Regions from separate parts of the Ovis aries genome. Here region 1 is linked to region 2. A link is a contact called in public Hi-C data. All regions are on one chromosome and are shown on one strand. Each heading gives the region's core, a stretch centred on a gene start, on an enhancer-like site or on the middle of the called end of the contact. The rest is flanking DNA. Distances are from core to core; before and after follow the strand shown. Region 1 holds the start of IRS1 (insulin receptor substrate 1). Region 2 has its middle 170 kb from the start of IRS1.

What was found. Hi-C and Micro-C count contacts between places; a contact is called where the count stands out from the background.
Region 1: a Hi-C map of tail adipose tissue shows a contact between it and region 2, with 3 times the contacts expected there. The contact joins the promoter of IRS1 here to the enhancer-like site in region 2. A contact is called at or near these places in 2 of 16 Hi-C or Micro-C datasets (skin fibroblasts and tail adipose tissue).

What each region holds. Positions count from the first base shown.
Region 1 is chr2:229,073,604-229,080,074 of ARS-UI_Ramb_v3.0, reverse strand. IRS1 (insulin receptor substrate 1) reads left to right here and starts at 2,289. Exons shown (of 2, transcript XM_015093559.4): 1 at 2,289-6,471. The coding sequence starts at 2,744. The coding sequence ends at 6,451.
Region 2 is chr2:228,908,340-228,915,026 of ARS-UI_Ramb_v3.0, reverse strand. No RefSeq gene overlaps it. Among named protein-coding and RNA genes, the nearest start is that of IRS1, 170 kb to the left of the region's middle. Within about 2 kb of position 3,881, at least 16 of the 54 cell types and tissues checked have an H3K27ac peak or open chromatin away from gene starts, as enhancers often do. A contact at or near this core is called in tail adipose tissue, where this site is marked.

The sequences.
Region 1 (6,471 bases), core at 1,040-3,539, 170 kb before region 2:
CCCCAGTTCACGTATCACACGCTGCTGAATGGCGCCTTTGGTTCTTTTTCTTTCTTTCTTTTTTTCTACTACGCTTTGCAACCTACCTTGGTACCCTCACCCTCTCTCCCCACCTCCCCTCCTGCAGTGCAAGGTTTGAAAGACAGGCAGCCCCACCAATCAGCAGGCTATCCTAAGAAACTCTCCCCGCCCCTCAGCCCGGTATTAGGCCCAGGCTGGCTTCTCCGCAGCCCAGCGGGTCCTGCCCAGCGCATGCCCAGCGCCTTCACTGCCGCGAGCATCGGGCAATGCTCGAGAGCTGGCGACTAGGCAGGGTCTCCTGCGCGGTGGGGGTGGTGGAGACCCCCAAACGGGCCAGGACTGGGGTGGTAAAATAAGATAACGTGAAACAGATGAGTCATTTTTTAAAGGGTCCTTAATGATTTGTAGATCACCTTAACAAACAAAAAACTTTGGGGAGCGTTTGCTTGTGGTGATTGATACCGCAAGCTAATAGCCTAAGAGTCTCCGCAAGTAGACCCAAGCTGCTGACCTCTGCTACCCACGAAACACCCATTTTCCTGTACAGTTCAGCTGGCACCGTCCTTGTTTTCTCCCGATTATCCTTGTAGTCAAGGGTAAAAATTTTATGGGGTGGTTCGATGGGTGTGGAAGCTGTGTGTGAAACAGACACTTCGGCCAATGTTTACCCAGTAGGGTTTTGGCCTTACGAACCCTCTGTAGGTCCCTAAATTTTTTTTTTTTTAATCACAAATAGGTTTCGGAATGTGATAAGGGGCGTCTCATTTTCTCCCCAAGCCTTCACCCCCAAGGTGTGACTCCCCGACCGCTCGCTAGGATGAGGAGGGAGTGGGATGGGGTGGGGAGAAGCTGTGATATTTACATTCTCTCCCTAATAGATCAGCAGCTAACCCCACCACTCCGGACACACGACACCTCCCCCGAACTCTTCTTGTTTGGGAGTGACCATAACCTCCTCCTTCCCTCCCCCAGTCGCTGCCCTTGGGCGTCCCTCTATTCTTTCGTGGTACTTCACTGCAGCAAATTCGGGGATTCCAAGGTGAAAGGCTGGCCCGGAAGTCCTTTAGTAAAACCTCACGAAAATACAGATAGCACCACGGCCTATCGCACTGAAACTGAAATCCAGCTTTTAGATTTCTAGGGAGGGAAGAAAAAAAAAGCCTTGACTAGAAACACTCTCTCCTGAGGGGCTGCTCTTACCTGTTAGGTAAGATCCAGCCCAGCTCTCGAGTCCCCTCCTCCCCGGGCCCTCCCACGCAGAGCCCAGTAGCCGCAGTGCCCCCCCGTCGCCCCCCACCCTCACTCCTGCGTCTTCCCGGGTTCGCCCCCCTCCCCCGTTTTCCCAGACTCCCCTCGTGCTTTCGGGGAGACACCCAAACACCCCCGCCCGCTCCCGCGGCGGGGATTCCTGCGGGCCGGGGGGCGCCCTGGGTGGCGCGCGAAGAGGCCGGCTCTGAGCCCAGGCGGCCGGCCGCGTAGGGGCGCTGCCCGAGCGCGGTGCCGAGGCCGGGCGCGGGCGCCTCTGCGGCACGGCCGGGGGGCGGAGAGGGGCGGGCGCGGGGCGGGCTCGGCCGGGAATGTAGAGACCCGGGCGGGAGCCTCCCGGCGGCGGCGGCGGCGGCCGGGCTGCGGAGCGCGGAGGCTCCGTCACGTGTTTTTTTCTCCTCCCGAGTGAGACGGCGGCGCGGTCGGCGCGCAGAGCCAGACGCCGCCGCTTGTTTTGGTTGGGGCTCTCGGCAACTCTTGGAGGAGGAGGAGGAGGGAGGAGGGGATAAGTAGCGGCAGCGCCTCCGGGGGAAGAGGCGTCTTCCCCCGACTCCTTCCCCAGCCTCCCCCTCGCACCCCCGACCCCCCCCTCTCCGCCTTCGCCTCCCGCCCTCGTCCCCTCCCCTCTTCCCCGGCCGACTGGAGCGAGGGGCAGGGATGAGCCTGTCCCTTCGGCGCGCCCCCAGCTCCCCAGGCTGCCTAGTCGCGTTTCGCGTGGAAAAGCCACTTTCTCCGCCCGCCGACATGGGCCCGATCGGGGGCTGCAGAGGACGCGTCCGCGGGCTGCGGCAGCAACAGCAACAGCCGCAGCGCCGCGGTCTCCGCGATTGAGCTGGTATTTGGGCGGCTGGTGGCGGCGGGGACGGTCGGGGGGTGGGAGGAGGCGGAGGAGGAGGCGAAGGAGGAGGAGGAGGAGGGAGAACCCCGTGCAACGTTGGGACTTGGCAGCTCGCCTCCCCCTGCCCAAGGATATTTAATTTGCCTCGGGAATCGCTACTTCCAGAGAGGAACTCCGGAGGGAAGGCGCGCGCGCGCGCCTGGAGGGGCCAGGCGAGGACCCACACACACACACACACCCCGCCCGCCCGCCCGGGCCGCCGCCTGCCAGCGCCGGACTCTGGCCCCGGCGGCGAGAGATGCATCTTAGCTTCTTCCCGACCGCGGCGGCTGAGAAGAGACTTGGCTCTCGGGGGATCCGGGCTGCACTCGCGCCGGACGCGTTGCCTCTCCCCCAGGGCATAAAACGCCAGTAAACTCGGGTCGGGGCTATCTCCTTGGCGCAGCTGCTGCGTCCTCCCTCGACCGCCCCTCCCCGGCGCAGAGGGCGGCGTGGATTTCGGAGTCGGGGTTTCTGCCTCCTCTAGCCCTGTTTGCATGTGCGGGGCCGCGGCTAGGAGCCTCCGCCCCCCACCCGGTTGTTTTTCAGCGCCTCCCTCTGCTCGGCGGCGGCGGCAGCATGGCGAGCCCTCCGGAGACGGACGGCTTCTCGGACGTGCGCAAGGTGGGCTACCTGCGCAAACCCAAGAGCATGCACAAGCGATTCTTCGTGCTGCGGGCGGCCAGCGAGGCTGGGGGTCCGGCGCGCCTCGAGTACTACGAGAACGAAAAGAAGTGGCGGCACAAGTCGAGCGCCCCCAAACGCTCGATCCCCCTGGAGAGCTGCTTCAACATCAACAAGCGGGCGGACTCCAAGAACAAGCACCTGGTGGCCCTCTACACCCGGGACGAGCACTTTGCCATCGCGGCAGACAGCGAGGCCGAGCAGGACAGCTGGTACCAGGCCCTCCTGCAGCTGCACAACCGTGCCAAGGGCCACCACGACGGGGCCGCGGCGCCTGGGGCGGGAGGCGGCGGGGGCAGCTGCAGTGGCAGCTCCGGCCTCGGGGAGGCCGGGGAGGACTTGAGCTACGGGGACGTGCCCCCAGGACCCGCCTTCAAGGAGGTCTGGCAGGTGATCCTGAAACCCAAGGGCCTGGGTCAGACAAAGAACCTGATTGGCATCTACCGCCTCTGCCTGACCAGCAAGACCATCAGCTTCGTGAAGCTGAACTCGGAGGCGGCGGCCGTGGTGCTGCAGCTGATGAACATCAGGCGCTGTGGCCACTCAGAGAACTTCTTCTTCATCGAAGTGGGCCGTTCCGCAGTGACGGGCCCGGGGGAGTTCTGGATGCAGGTGGACGACTCCGTGGTGGCCCAGAACATGCATGAGACAATCCTGGAGGCCATGCGGGCCATGAGCGATGAGTTCCGCCCTAGAAGCAAGAGCCAGTCCTCCTCCAACTGCTCCAACCCCATTAGTGTGCCCCTGAGGAGGCACCACCTCAACAACCCTCCACCCAGCCAGGTGGGGCTGACCCGCCGCTCGCGCACCGAGAGCATCACGGCCACCTCCCCAGCCAGCTTGGTGGGCGGGAAGCAGGGCTCCTTCCGCGTGCGTGCCTCCAGTGATGGCGAAGGCACCATGTCTCGCCCTGCCTCAGTGGACGGCAGTCCTGTGAGTCCTAGCACCAACAGGACCCACGCCCACCGCCATCGAGGCAGCTCCCGGCTGCACCCGCCTCTCAATCACAGCCGCTCCATCCCCATGCCTTCTTCTCGCTGCTCGCCTTCCGCCACCAGCCCCGTCAGTCTGTCGTCCAGCAGCACGAGTGGCCACGGCTCCACCTCAGACTGCCTTTTCCCGCGGCGGTCTAGTGCTTCTGTGTCTGGTTCCCCCAGTGATGGCGGCTTCATCTCCTCCGATGAGTATGGCTCCAGTCCCTGCGATTTCCGAAGCTCCTTCCGCAGCGTCACCCCAGATTCCCTGGGCCACACCCCGCCCGCCCGGGGTGAGGAAGAGCTGAGCAACTACATCTGCATGGGAGGCAAGGGGGCCTCCACCCTCACTGCCCCCAGTGGTCACTACATTCTGCCCCGGGGGGGCAATGGTCACCGCTACGTGCCAGCCGCAGGCTTGGGCACGAGCCCAGCCCTGCCAGGAGAAGAAGCAGCCGGTGCGGCAGATCTGGATAATCGGTTCCGAAAGCGGACTCATTCTGCGGGCACCTCGCCTACCATTTCCCACCAGAAAACGCCATCTCAGTCCTCTGTGGCTTCCATTGAGGAATATACTGAAATGATGCCCGCCTACCCACCAGGAGGTGGCAGTGGAGGCCGAGTACCCAGCTACCGGCACTCTGCCTTCGTGCCCACCCACTCCTACCCAGAGGAGGGTCTGGAAATGCACCCCTTGGAGCGGCGTGTGGGCCACCACCGCCCAGACACCTCCAGCCTTCACACCGATGATGGCTACATGCCCATGTCCCCAGGGGTGGCCCCAGTGCCCGGCAGCCGGAAAGGCAGTGGGGACTACATGCCCATGAGCCCTAAGAGCGTGTCTGCCCCGCAGCAGATCATCAACCCCATTAGACGTCATCCCCAGAGAGTGGACCCCAACGGCTACATGATGATGTCCCCAAGCGGCAGCTGCTCTCCTGACATTGGAGGGGGGCCCAGCAGCGGCGGCAGCAGCAGCGGCGCCGCCCCTTCTGGGAGCAGCTATGGCAAGCTCTGGACAAACGGGGTAGGGGGCCACCACTCTCACGCTCTGCCACACCCCAAACTTCCGGTGGAGAGCGGTAGTGGCAAACTCCTGTCTTGTACAGGTGACTACATGAACATGTCGCCCGTTGGGGACTCCAACACCAGCAGCCCCTCCGACTGCTATTATGGCCCCGAAGACCCCCAGCACAAGCCCGTCCTCTCCTACTACTCATTGCCAAGGTCCTTCAAGCATACCCAGCGCCCTGGGGAGCTGGAGGAGCCCCGGCACCACCAGCACCTCCGCCTTTCCTCAAGTTCCGGTCGACTCCTCTACGCTGCGGCCGCAGAAGATTCCTCTTCGTCCACCAGCAGCGACAGCCTGGGCGGGGGATACTGTGGGGCTCGGCCAGAGCCTGGCCTCCCACATCTCCATCATCAGGTCCTTCAGGCCCATCTGCCTCGAAAGGTGGACACAGCTGCCCAGACCAACAACCGCCTGGCTCGGCCCACGAGGCTGTCTCTGGGGGATCCCAAGGCCAGCACTTTACCTCGGGCCCGAGAGCAGCAGCCGCCGCCCCCGTTGCTGCTCCCTCCGGAGCCTAAGAGCCCAGGGGAGTATGTGAATATTGAATTTGGGAGCGATCAGCCAGGCTACTTATCAGGCCCGGTGGCGTCCCACAGCTCGCCTTCCATCAGGTGTCCGTCCCAGCTCCAGCCAGCTCCCAGAGAGGAGGAGACGGGCGCAGAAGAGTATATGAACATGGACCTGGGGCCGGGCCGGAGGGCCACCTGGCAGGAGAGCGTGGGGGTCCAGCCGGGCAGGGTGGGCCCGGCGCCCCCTGGAGCTGCTAGCGTGTGCAGGCCGACTAGGGCAGTGCCCAGCAGCCGCGGCGACTATATGACCATGCAGATGGGCGGTCCCCGGCAGAGCTACGTGGACACCTCACCTGTCGCGCCCATCAGCTACGCCGACATGCGGACGGGTGTCGTGGAGGATGCCAGCCTGCCCGGGGCCACCGCGGACGCTCCCTCCTCATCCTCGACGGCCTCTGTTTCCTCCACTGCACCTCCGGGAACAGGGGAGCTGGCGGCCCGCTCGGCCCTGCTGGGGGGCCCGAGCGCCTTCACGCGGGTGAACCTCAGTCCCAACCGCAACCAGAGTGCCAAAGTGATCCGTGCCGACCCGCAAGGGTGCAGGAGGCGGCACAGCTCTGAGACCTTCTCCTCTACGCCCAGTGCCACACGGGTGGGCAACACGGTGCCCTTCGGAGCCGGGGCTGCCGTCGCGGGCAGCGGTGGCGGCAGCAGCAGCAGCGCCGAGGATGTCAAACGCCACAGCTCTGCTTCCTTCGAGAACGTGTGGCTGAGGCCTGGGGAGCTTGGGGGAGCCCCCAAGGAGCTGGCCCAACTGTGCGGGGCCGCTGGGGGTTTGGAGAATGGTCTTAACTACATAGACTTGGATTTGGTCAAGGACTTCAAACAGCGCCCTCAAGAGCGCCCACCTCAACCGCAGCCTCCTCCACTCCCAGCCCCTCATCAGCCTCTGGGCAGTAGTCAGAGCGGCCCCACCAGCCGCTCCAGCGAGGATCTAAGCGCCTATGCCAGCATCACTTTCCAGAAGCAGCCAGAGGACCTCCAGTAGCTCAACTGGACATCACAGCA
Region 2 (6,687 bases), core at 2,632-5,131:
AATATTCTTGGGCTTCCCTGGTGGCTCAGATGGTAAAGAATCTGCCTGCAATGCAGGAGACCTGGGTTCAATCCCTGGGCTGGGAAGATCCCCTGGAGGAGAGTACGGCAACCCACTCCAGTATTCTTGCCTGGAGAATGCCATGGACAGAGGAGCCTAGAAGGCTAAGTCCATGGGGTTGCAAAGAATCGGACATGACTGAGGGACTAAGCACACAGCACAGGTACAATTACTGATAAGGACGCTCTGAGCATTTTGTAACTTCCTGTTTTGGAACAAAGAATTAATAGGATGCTTCTGCTGGTGAAGTTAATAGGTTTATTCTGTCTAGCATTTTTCTGATATAGCATAGCTCCTATACTCTCAAAACTGACATATAGATATGGAATAGAGTTTAGAAGTTTGATAGAATCTCCACATTTTAGCACAGAATTCTGAATGACATAAGACACTAGGCTTTGAATATTTGTTTAAGCAGATCTTCCATGGACCCCTTAAGGGTTTAAGAAGGCATGGGTTCTGGCTCCCTTCTTATTCTTATTCAAGTAAACGCAGGTTTTAACAGCCCAAGTGGCCTAAGCAGGTGACAACTACACTCATTTCCTATTGCATTCATATCTCCTGCCCAATTTCCTTGACTTCAATGGGGTCACAGATTTGAAGAATTACAGAGCTATTTAGTGGTAGTGAAAGAACAATTTCAGAGGAGATTCATAGATTTTGATGACTATGAATCATACCTTAAGAATTTGTGGCTACCTTTGAAGTGCAAACCACAGGATGTATCTGATTTACTCAGAGTCTGTGCTATTCCTGTGGTTCAGTTTCCAAAAGACCTGACTGAGCTGAAAATGAATTGCACCCACCAAGAAGACCGTTGGTAAAAATGTTGGGTATGTTAACCAGAATTGCACTGAATTTTCTGGCCCCTCGGCCAACATCTTGCTCAAGTTTGGAGTTTATTGGCTTTGCAGAAATGTTTTCTTTCAGGAAACTCTTGAGATCAGAGCTGAGTCTCTCTTGCGGATGTAGATTGTGATGAGATCGGCTCCAGAGGAGTGTACTCCTAACGTTCTTCAGAAGAGCTCAGTTTAACATGCTTTCTTACTGACTGGTCAAGGCATACGTAGGACTGCCACCTGACCAACAAGACGGATTTTTGACTGTGTTTGATAGAACAACACTTTTTTTTTTTTTTTAAGATTCCTTCATATTGAGTAAAGAGAAATTGTACCCCTGATGGTCCTCTCATCATGAACCTAATCTGGTTAGTGGGCAAATCTGGCAGATATTTTAGTGTGACACCAATGAATATTTTCATTTGCTTTACTTGGTGTATTTAGTTGAAGCTTCTGGTGGACCAAGTATGTAAATTTCTAGGAACTAGGTCGCAGTCGAAAGGATTACCAAATTTGCCAGAGAAATCTAGTGGCTTTGGCACCCTGGAATGTGTATATTTTAAACATATTTTCTATTAAGATTGAAAAATGATATGACTTTTTAACTAACAAATTCATCAGAAACTTCTTCCTTTTGAAGTTCTAATTTTATTTTCGCAGAAGAGGGAGGCTATACTTTCCTAAAGGGTGACATGCTTTCAACTCAACCAAGCCCAGTCTATTAGATTTCTAATGGAAAAAAAAAAATTAATCCAATGACAATTTGATTAGATGATGATAATGATGATTAGTACTAGTTACATTTATTGAGCACTGGGCAAGACACTAAGTGATCCATATTAATCATCTTATTTAATCCTCACAACAACCTGGTAAGGTAGGCACTATATTACCCCCATTTTCAGATGATGAAATCAAGGGAGAGAGAAAGCAAATGCCCAGGTGGCATAGCCAGTAAATGGAAAAAGATGGGGCCCAAATATGGTTTTGTTAGACATGAAACTCAAGCATTTCAAAATATTATATAGGATTAAAATACCAAAGAATTTCTGTTTTTCATCTTTTTATCAAAATGTGCTTAAGCAGCTAGTGGCAGCTCTTTTTTGCATTATCAAAGTAGATGCTTATAACAGCAGGGGAAGAAAAACAATTTTCTCTACACTTCTGAGTACTTAGTGGGATCTTTGTAATAAAATACAGATTAACACAAGAAAAACAAGTAAATTTATTAACGTGTAGACCTCATATATACAGGGGAGGTGCCCAGGAAAAAAATGAGTAACTCAAACAGGGGACTTGGAATTCAGGCTTCAATACCATCTTGATGACTTTTCAGGAAAGTTGAATGGGCCCCTAGGAGAATATATGGGAGATTTTATTGTTGGTGACAAAGTTTGTCTGGGTGTGGTGTCTACTTCTAGATAGTCAATCCCTCCTGTGATAAGTCAATCTTCCCTGATTGATGAAACTCTTGGAGAAGGAATTTATAACAACTGAGTTCATTTTGGAGGATCTATCTGTAGTCAGATAAGGGAAGTTCAGAGAAAGTCCCCCTGACCCCGCACTTGTTGTTTCCAGATGCCCACAAAATAATCAACACACTAAAGTGGCGTATTTTGGGGTGACAGGTCCTATGAGCCTTTAAAACTTAATATTATTTGGTTTAAGTTTTCGTTGAGGAACACCCAGTGTTAACTCCTAGAAATAGAGTATGAGAAATGGTGTCAAGCTTACCATCTCTATTGGATTACATTCTGAAGGACCTTTAGGCTTTTCATTCCATTCCTAAAGAAATATTTTGGCCATAATTCTGTTGCAAGATAGGAAATTCCTTCCAGAGCCCAAGAGTAGGATCTTGCCTAATGCTTGGAAATGAACTGTCTAAGGAAACAGACGTGATGACAAAGCAAGAGACTTTATTGGGAAGGGGTGCCTGGGTGGAGAGCAGCACGGTAAGGGAAACCAAGAAGCCTGTTCCTGCACGTGGTTCATAGTCTCAGGTTTTATGGTGATGGGGTTAGTTTCAGGGTTGTCTCTGGCCAATCATTCTGACTCAAGGTCCTTCCTGTGGCACACACATTACTCAGCCAAGATGGATTCCAAGGAGAAGGATTCCGGGAGGTTGGTAGGACATATGGGTTGGCATCTCCTTTCTCCTTTTGACCTTTCCTAAATTCTTACATTTGGTGGTAACTTGTTAGTTCCATGTTTCTTACTAAGACGTCCTGATGTAAGTTAACTCATGTGAGTGGTTACCATGGTGCCTGGCCAGGGCAGGTGGTTTCAGTCACTGGTTCTCCTAACAAGTCTAGAGATAGGGGAAAGAGAGATGAACGAAAAGGGTGGAGAAGAGAAAGACTGAGAGAGACAGAGGGAGGGAGCATGAAAGAGGGAACTGCCTTTACCACTACCAACCAACAACTGGCCTTCTCACATCTCTCCAGACTTCTTTTCATGCATCCGAGACATGTCAGTGCAACTCTAAATATTTCTGTTGTATTGCTTGGAAAATTAAAGGTCGTCCAACATTGCAAGGTGTGGTCTTATTTTACTTAATTCTATATACAACTGGTTTTGTTTGAGCTCTGTCAGCTATTTGCCTTTCATGGGCAGCTACAGTTGGTTGGCACGCAACTAGCCAAGTATGTGTTAGTCAACACATGAGATACAGTTTGTTTAGCCATGTAATAAAAAAGCCCATGAAGTTTAGGCATGTTGAATCTTCTTCTAAGACATCCAGTAGGGTTCTGTAAGGAAACCTTTGGCTATAGGGAAACGTAGGGCCAATGCCTTTCCCAACCAAAATGTGTTGGTGACATTACCCTGTATAAACAAACATCTGCTTTGTTTTGCGAGGAAATCCTTGGTGCTTGGAGAGGTTAGAGAAATGGATTCAGAAGACATTCATCCCATGGGATGTCTGCAGCAGTGCAGCTGGCCACAGAGAGAGCCTTGGACAAAGGAGAAGGAAGCCAGGATGACTCACTCCACGTTGGCTGGGTGGTTCACACGCCTGCCTGCCCAACGGAACAGGAAGGCCCTTATTGTGCTCAATTGTTTTCCTGAATGCCTTTCTCAACAACAGCGAAAGGAAACATTACTGTTTGGCTTCAAGCCATCCAGGCCACTCGATACTTACAGTGCTTAGAATGTAAAAGCTGGGCTTGGCCTAAACCTGCAGAGACACACGGCTGCCGTTGTTTCTGTCTGTGTTTCAGATTAAACGGCTGCCTTTTGCAGTAAACAATCCCGGGTGATTTAAGACAACGGGAACTCCCTTTACCAGCAAAACCCCCAACCCAGGTCTGACCGTTTGCTTTACAGGCCTGTTTCATGTCCAGCAACCCCATGGGGGTGCCTGATCACCACCACACATTGACTCTCTGGAATAAAAGACAGCTATGCCCTTTTGGCAGAGGATTGCTCCAGAGGGACTGGGCAGGTGGGGAAAGAGTGGCCTGGGGAAGAAAGAGGAAGAGGAAACCAGCAGGTTCCTTAATATAGAAGATGCCTGGAGAGCTTGGGCCTCCAGGTGGAATTACAGGCACAGTGAGCCCCCAGGGGGCCTTCCCGGGTGGAGCTAGTGGTAAAGACCATGCCTCCCAAAGCAGGAGAAGTAAGAGATATGGGTTCAATTGCTGAGTTGGGATGATCCCCTGGAGGAGGGCGTGGCAACCCACTCCAAGTATTCTTGCCTGGAGAACTCTATGGACAGAGAAGCCTGGCGGGCTACAGTCTATAAGGTGGCAGAGTCAGACACAACTGAAGCCACCTAGCGCACACGCATGCCCGCAAGGCCAAAAGTTCACAACTCTTTTCCTCAGAACCCCGAGAAGACCTCACAAGCCTGCCTGTCATGGTCCGGGGTCTCCAGTGTCAAGGTGTCCCTCTTGGGGATAAGCCTGGTAATTCTTCCCCTTCAGACACTCTGCCTGGGCCCTGGCCTGTTCCTCTGCTGCCCACCCCTGAGAAGACTGCTCCGGGGGCACAGAGGCTGGACTCGTGCTTCAGTTTGTGACAGAAAATGGGGCCTGGGACTGAGGTGGAGAGAAAGCTTCTCTCCTTGACTCAGGATGGCTCTGGCCACTGAGTGTCAGTGTGTCAGCATCCTCCAGGCCTCGACTTCCTGAACTGGCCTCAGCGCTCTCTCCTCAGAGGCTCAAGCTGGCGGCCGGAGAGGGGGCTCAGGAGGGTGGGCTGATGGCGGCAGGAGGCAGATTCCACATGGTACCTCTTGGCTTCCTCACTCCCTGGCTCCCGCCTTCTCTCAGATTCCCTTGCACCTGCTCCATCCTCAGCTTCAGACAAGCTCTCAGGCAGATCACCTCCCACAAAGTGACACAGGCGAAGGGTTTCCTGGCCCATTTGTTCCGACACAACTGAGAGCTGGAATCCATTAGGGCTCATCCAGAAAATCCTCCCTCTTGAGTTTATGCCACAGCCTCCAGGGGTTTTGTCAGTTCAGAGCCATACATACCCAGAAACACAGGTTGCCAAAGACTTTCCCACGCTCCAGATAGTTTGGGCAGCTAGATTAAGGAAGAACAACCAGGTTCTTTGCTGTAGGACTTCTCAGAGACAGAACTGTGTATTTGGGTAGCTTTACAAAGAGGCTCAGATATGTGGGGTTAACTTGTCCTTTGGCCCATGCGTGCCAAGTTACTTCAGTTGTGTCCGACTCTTTGTGACCTTGTGGACCACAGCGCACCAGGCTCCTCTGTCCAGGGGATTCTCCAGGCAAGAATACTGGAGTGGGTTGCCGTGCCCTTCTCCAGGGGCTCTTCCCAACCCAGGGATCCAACCCGCATCTCTCCTGCACTGGCAGGCGGGTTCTTTACGACTAGCGCCACATGGGAAGCTCCAACTTGTGCTTTCGTCTGGTTAAGTACTAATCTCTAGTTCCAAAGTGGGAACAATAAACCTGTGATTTTCAAACAGTTGAGAGGGCCTTTCTCAGAGAATTCGGACTCAGCAGCCAGGAATAATGCTACAGGCAGCTTTATGGATGCTTCTGACTCCCCTGAATCCCCTGAGCGGAGGGGAGTGTCTGAGCTCGATAGAGGGGAAGGGTTACAGCTTTCAGAGCCCTGAGCAGGGTGAGCTGGTTGCGGCTGGCCAGAAGAAGCAATAGTGTCTGGACTGAATGCCCTTCACTGGGAGTGAGGTGGGGACAGCAATTATGACCTCACGTTCCAGGCAGGGTGGGGTTGGGGGACAGCCATGAGACCTCAGGCTGCCCCTGAGAAAGAGCCAGAAGACTTATCCTTTTGGGAGAGCTAACTGGTAGCCTCAGGGCTCCTAGTGGAAACAAGCGGACTTGCCCAAGCTAGGGTGCGTAGGCTCACACGGTCCACGCTTCTCTAAGGGACATCAAAAAATTAGCAAACCAAATCCCAGCAACAAAAGCCAAATCACACCCTTAAATTCAAACATCACGTTTGTACACGCGTACTGTTTCTAATACATAAACACATACTGTCAGGATGTTATAACCGGACGGAACCATCAAGCTCACTCATTGGGGCCTGAGTGAAAATCTCATTATGGAGCAATATTTACCTAGAAGCGTAAACCCTGGGGACCAAGGGTGAAGGAGGACTGTCTGCAAAACACAATCAATACACAATCTTGCTATCATTGGACCACTGCCGCCTTTTTTTTTTTTTTTTTAACTCTTCAGCCACTCCACCGTGCAGCTTCAAAAATCCCCTCAACATCCTCTCCTGCCCTCAGCTGACTCCAGCACCTCCCAACTCCCTCAACCACTGGACCACCAGAATAGTCCCAT